Regions from separate parts of the Pan troglodytes genome. Here region 1 is linked to region 2. Evidence: chromatin contacts called from public Hi-C data. All regions are on one chromosome and are shown on one strand. Each heading gives the region's core, a stretch centred on a gene start, on an enhancer-like site or on the middle of the called end of the contact. The rest is flanking DNA. Distances are from core to core; before and after follow the strand shown. Region 1 holds the start of CSPP1 (centrosome and spindle pole associated protein 1). Region 2 overlaps ADHFE1 (alcohol dehydrogenase iron containing 1).

Region 1 (3,027 bases), core at 292-2,791, 630 kb before region 2:
CCGAAAGTAGCCTGTTTCAATTTACTCTGTCTAAACTCACCCACTCCCTCCCAGGCGGCCATCTGGCAGAAGACCCAAACTTGAACGGGCACAATGGCTCAGGGCCGTAATTCCAGCACTTTGGGAAGCCGAGGCAAACGGATCACTTGAGGTCAGGAGTTCGAGACCAGCCTGGCCAACAAGGTGAAACCCCCTTCTCTACTAATGCCACTGCACTCCAGCCTGTACAACAGAGCGAGACCCTGTCTCCAAAAACAAAACAAAACAAACAAACAAAAAAAACTTGATCCTTGTGGAGCATTTCAGCAGACATTTAATCACCAGAAAGCTAGCGACCTCCTAGGGAGAAGAATGATATGGAGAAAAGAAAATACCTCAATAGCTTCCATGGAGCTTGTCAACATTACAAGTCATTCCTTCACACAGAATAAAGCCTAATTTAGGCTTTTTATAAATTCCTATCGGTTGCTTTTAAGCCTCTGCATTTTCCAAGGTGTTTGGAAAGTAGGTGATGGTTTACTTCAGAATTTAGTCTTCCCCGCAATCCTAGTTAAGCGTCTTAATCCTACAATCTTGAGAGCTAGCCTCTCTCAAAAGATGAGTCCCATTAATAACATGTACTGACAACTGGATTCGAGTCCCACATAAGATTCCTAAAATCAAGGCAGTTAGAAACAAGAGGTTCAAGCTCAAGCAGTCGGGCAATCACGGGGGGAAATACGGTCACAACGGTACGAGCTACGGTGAAGATTAAATAAGTTTTACTAGCAAAGCAGTGCGCACAAGCGCTCCCACGTTAACAATAACAAGCACCGAGGGGCAAGAAAGGCGCTCGGGGAGGCTTGACGGAGCAGGGGAGGCCTGGCCGTTGGGGAGAGAAGGCGCATGGGAACCAAGGAACCGCTCGCCCCCGGGCCCTGGAGGTGGCTGACTAGGAAGCGTCGTCAGGCAACCAGCTATCAACAACACCGCGGGCAGCAGCGACCGCAGTGGCCCAGGAATCCGGACCGTGTAACCAGGGCACCTCCCCGAGCCCGGCAGCTGCAAGACCCCTGCTCACAGAACTCCCGCCCCCAACCCTCATAACTCGTAGTCACCGATGCCGGCCTCATGGCGGCGAAATCCCAACTCTCCACACCCTTAACTCAGGCACCTCCCCCACCGCACCCAGCCGCCACGAGACCCCCTGCCGACAAGAAACCCCCCACCCCCACCCCCAGATTCCAGAGCCTGTAACTCTGGCACGTCGCCGGCCTAGTTGCCTCGAGACCTACGCCCCGAGGGAGCCACTGCCCCTGCCCCCGCTCCGGGGCAGCGAATGCAGCCCCAGGACCCTCCACCCTCAACCTACACCACCCCAGGCCACACCCCGCCGCTCACGCTCCCCATCCGCGGCTGGCTGACTCTTACTCAGGGGAGTGGGCTCGCGTCCGGGGAGACACACAGTGCTCTAGAGGATCGTCGCGGACCGAAGAGGTTACAGCGGCCACCTGGCGCGGGAACAGCATGACAGACCTCCGGCCGGGGCTCCGCCCCTCAGGCCCAGCCCTCCGCTCGCCCTTCGCCAACCGCCGGGTACGGCCCCGCCCCACTGCAGGCGGCCGCGCGGCAAGACATCGCCCCCTGCTGTCCTGGAGGCCGCATAGCTGCCCGCTGCTCTTGGTTCGCCAGTACGCTGGCCGGGGACTTGGTCAACTCGTTCTCCTGCTGTGCCCAGGGGCTATTAAACTGTGGGGGCCACTTCTCAGGCTAAATCTATTCCAGCCTCTCCAACCTCCCATGCACCAGCCAGCTTGGGAACAGTGTAAGAGCCTGGAAAGAAAAATGGGGAGGGGTGGTAGTGAGAGGAAAAGTGTTGGCATACCTCTCAGGGCATTACTCCTAGCCCAGGAGTGTGGTCAACATTGGGTCCTGGGCTTTCATTACCATTTTCAACATATTATTCAGTTCACCCCAATACAATCGCATATGGCCATATGCTACCACTAGAAAAGAGACCTCTAGTTTCCCAGGAGAGTGGAACTAAGGGTAGGTATTAATGTACTATTTTACCCTAAATTTCTTTGTAAGATGGTTTTAAAGGAAATTTTCTTCAACGGAAAGTCAGTGCCAAAACAGCAAGCTGTGGTGTGGATTCAATAATTCTAATGTTTTTGTCTTAACTGATTATTACACCGCATTGTAACAGTTATAGAAGCACCTACGGAGACTTACAGACATAATGGAAGGAATGGTAATTGGAGTGTCAAGAAAGAGTTCGTGGTCGATCTCACTGGACTGCATTTTTAAAGATTAATAGGAGTCCCCAGGCAGAAAATTTACGAAAGAGCGTTTCAAGCAATGCTGACCACATATGCAAAGCCAAAGTAAAGATATCTGCATTGCTAGAATGAAAAGTTTCAAGGGGGGACTAAAAAGAGATGAAGCTGGAAGAGGTGCATAGGGGCCAGGTTGTTAACAGCTGTGGTGCTATCTTTTCTTTTTTCTTTCTTTCTTTCTTTTTTTTTTTTTTTTTTTTTTTTTTTGAGACTGGCTCTGTCTAACAGGCTGGAGTGGCGCAATCTCGGATCATTGCAACTTCCGCCTCCTGGGTTCAAACGATTCTCCTGCCTCAGCCTCATGAGTAGCCGGGACTACAGGCGCACATCATCACGCCCGGCTAATTTTTTTTGTATTTTTTTAGTAGAGACGGGGTTTCACCATGTTGGCCAGGCTGGTCTTGAACTCCCGACCTCAAGTGATCCGCCCGCCTCGGCAGCCCAAAGTGCTGGGATTACAGGCGTGAGCCACCGCGCCTGGCCTGTGATGCTATCTTTTCAGGAAAGAAAAGAAAAAAAAATCTTGAACACCTATGCTAGGTGCTAGGAGATAAAACAAGGAACGCAGACCTGCTCCCTGTGTCTTGAAACTTAAAATCTTGCACGGATGGAACAATGAGATGGAGAAAAAAGAAAACCTAAAACACGTGAACTAATTTAAAAAATTAAACATTGTATTAACTGTAGGAAGAAAACAAACCAGTTGCCG
Region 2 (3,106 bases), core at 367-2,866:
TTTCGTCATCTTACTCTTCTATAGAATATTGGGGCTTATTCTAACTGTATCATAACTGCTTGATTTTTAAATATTAGGATTTAAAGAAGAGTGTGGAGTTGAAAGGTAAGGGAGATAATTCAAAAGTATGGTTCTTACCAATTTTTACTTTCAAGTGTTCATAGTCAAAAATGGCAACCCCAGTAGTTTCACTCCCGGTTCCTGAGGTAGTTGGCACTTGAACAAAATAATATTAATTTTAATAAAGCATCTAAATAAAGGTTAGTGGAGATACCTAATTCAGCCTTAGGACTGAGGAACAAAATTAGAGAAGGAAACTTTGCTGACCCTCTTGTTTGCATGATATATATGAATTAACATGTATGGAAGCCTAACATGTATGATGTCTATGTCTGCATTAATATGTATGTAATCTAACACGGAGGATGTCAGTGTCTGTGTTATCATGAATGTAAGTCCAATGTGTATGATGTCTGTATCTGCATTAACAGGCATGCATGAGGTCTGTATCTATATTGGCATGCATGTATGTTTAGCATGTACATTGATGTCTATGCCTGCATTAATGCACTTGCATGTTTGACATGTATCATGACTGCTGGATGAATGTTTATGTTGTTTAATATGCATAATGTCTGTGTCTGTATTAATGTGTATGTATATTTAATATGTATGTGTGACCTCTGTATCTGTGTTAGCATGCATGTATGATGTCCATGTCTGCATTAACATACATGCATGTTTAGCATGCATGTGTGTTTAATATGCCTGTATGTGTCTGCATTAACATGGTCACATTTAATATGCATATTGCCTGCTTCTGCATAAATATGAGTGTTAATATGTATGGTGTCTGTCTGTATTAACATGCATGTGTGTTTAATGTGCATGTGATCTCTGTACCTGTGTTAACATGCATGTATGACTTCTGTGTCTTTGTTAACATGTATATATGTTAATCATGCACGTGTGTGATGACTGTGCTGTATTAATAGCAGTGAGCTCTGGGAACCTCAGGCTCCTTGGGGGCCAGAGCTTAAGCAGCTGCAGCTGGGTCAATGCAGGCTGCCCAGCACCTCTGGTAACAAAACTCATATTTGCTGTCTCTAAAAGACATCTTTATTCCCTCTTGGCAGCAAGCACAGTGACGCTCTGCCTTTGCTGGGCTCCGTGGTTTTGTGGTTCTGTCAAGTTTCTAAACTTTACTAATCACCCCTCTGTGTGACGCTGACACAGTTTCACCAGAGGGTTCCATTTGCCAGACACCAATTATGCTGCTCCCTGCTGATCCCTCATTCACAACACAGCAGTTCATCTGCCATCGACTTACTCACATCCCATCACAAGGCCTCTTCACAATAGGGCAGGAGAGGGGAGAAGAAAGGGCAAAACTTTAAACTGAGGATATGTCCCAGTTACCAGTTAGTGCATGTTAGCTATAAAACTTTAAATAGTAATATGCTAGCAGCCATAAAAATGGCAGAGAAGAAAAGACTAGAAAATCTCAAGGTCCCCTGTGGAACAAATGAGCTATTCTGATTTGGATTTGTACGTCTGTGCCCTGGGTAGCCACAGAGCAGATGTCACCCAGCGTGATGGGCCATGCTGGCCACATGTCCCAGGGAAGAGACAAAGCCTGAGGTCAGCTGAAGAGCCATTATGTAGAAGAAAGGGTTGAGTCAACACCAGAAAAATAACAGCTAATGTTCTCCTTAAATTCGACAGTGGCTGGCAAAATGGGACAAAACAGAGAGCAGTTTAAAGGACAAAGCTGCTGACAGAGGGATCTCATCATATGTCAGTGATGACCTTCCCCCTTTTCCACATGGTGACCCCATAGCTTAAATCTGCAAACTTTCCTTCCACTGACCCCAATTGTCTTTATCTATACAATAATGAAGATCAGAATTTTAAAATGAATGATTGTTCTCCAAACAAGGCATTGATTTGAAATGAACAAACCAGAAAGCTTTCGAAATGTGTATGTTAAAAGGACTGGCTTGCATCTTTCTTAAGATCTATTGCTAATTGCAAAATAAAACAAACAAAGAAATAAACAGTCTTTACCTGCAATCAGAGGCTTAAGAGGCACAGACACAGGCTTTCCCTTGCCAATGGGGGCACTGACATAATCTAGGAAATCAGAATGAGGGCTGGATGCATACAGATTAGCAGCCTTACAGGTGTCCATGGTAGAGCCACCACCGACAGCAACATAGGCATCAAAAGCTCCCTTTTGGGCAAACTCAATAGCTTCCATGAAGCTTGGAGAAGAGAAAATAAAAACCAGTATGTTATATTTTTCAGAAATAAATTGCCATGCCATTAACTAAGGCTTGGGGTAAGTTTTGTGGGTTTTTTTTTTTTTGAGACGGAGTCTCATTCTGTTGCCCAGGCTGCAGTGCAGTAGCACGATCTCGACTCACTGCAACCTATGCCTCCTGGGTTCAAGTGATTCTCCCACCTCAGCTTCCCGAGTAGCTGGGATTACAGGTGCCTGCCACCATGACTGGCTAATTTTTGTATTTTTAGTAGAGACAGTGTTTCACCATGTTGGCCATACTGGTCTCGAACTCCTGACCTCAAGCAATCTGCCTGCCTCAGCCTCCCAAAGTGCTGGGATTACAGGCGTGAGCCACCACACCTGGTTGGGGGCAAGTTTTAATCAACAGTTAGCTTCTGCTTAAAGTAAAGAAACAATAACAACAATACAAGAATACCTTGCATCCGTTGGTTCCACTCTCACATTATCATAAACCGTAAAGGGGATGCCATTCTTCACTAGGGAATCCATAGCTACTTGCACAGGAGGGAGCTTGGAGAGGTTCTTGTCTGTCATCAAGCACACATTTTTAGCACCCATGTTTTTTAGGTCCTACAAGAAAACCTATAAGTTAGGTTCAACTCCACTAGAACTGCAATAGACTCTTCTGGCAAACTCACATTGTACATTTTTAAAAATAGAGGATGTGATTGTTGTCATTTAGCATGTGTCTTGTGAGATATGTAACATTTACAGTAGGAGACCGTAGACATCTTGAATACTTGCCATTCCCACTTCCTTTGTAACTCCTGCTCCATATCTAATATTTGAAACAGCCATCTG

The links. Hi-C and Micro-C count contacts between places; a contact is called where the count stands out from the background.
Region 1: a Hi-C map of stem cell-derived neural progenitor cells shows a contact between it and region 2, with 2.9 times the contacts expected there. The contact joins the promoter of CSPP1 here to the enhancer-like site in region 2. A contact is called at or near these places in 1 of 7 Hi-C or Micro-C datasets (stem cell-derived neural progenitor cells) and 1 of 1 datasets of contacts at active chromatin or transcription factors (stem cell-derived excitatory neurons).

What each region holds. Positions count from the first base shown.
Region 1 is chr7:75,719,811-75,722,837 of NHGRI_mPanTro3-v2.0_pri, reverse strand. It overlaps CSPP1 (centrosome and spindle pole associated protein 1), which reads right to left and starts at 1,541. Exons shown (of 33, transcript XR_010159269.1): 1 at 1,411-1,541. COPS5 (COP9 signalosome subunit 5) reads left to right here and starts at 962. Exons shown (of 9, transcript XM_063816381.1): 1 at 962-1,575.
Region 2 is chr7:75,094,566-75,097,671 of NHGRI_mPanTro3-v2.0_pri, reverse strand. It overlaps ADHFE1 (alcohol dehydrogenase iron containing 1), which reads right to left. Exons shown (of 13, transcript XR_010159258.1): 4 at 3,050-3,103; 5 at 2,721-2,875; 6 at 2,068-2,264; 7 at 139-216. Among named protein-coding and RNA genes, the nearest start is that of ADHFE1, 13 kb to the right of the region's middle. Within about 2 kb of position 1,616, at least 9 of the 24 cell types and tissues checked have an H3K27ac peak or open chromatin away from gene starts, as enhancers often do. A contact at or near this core is called in stem cell-derived neural progenitor cells, where this site is marked.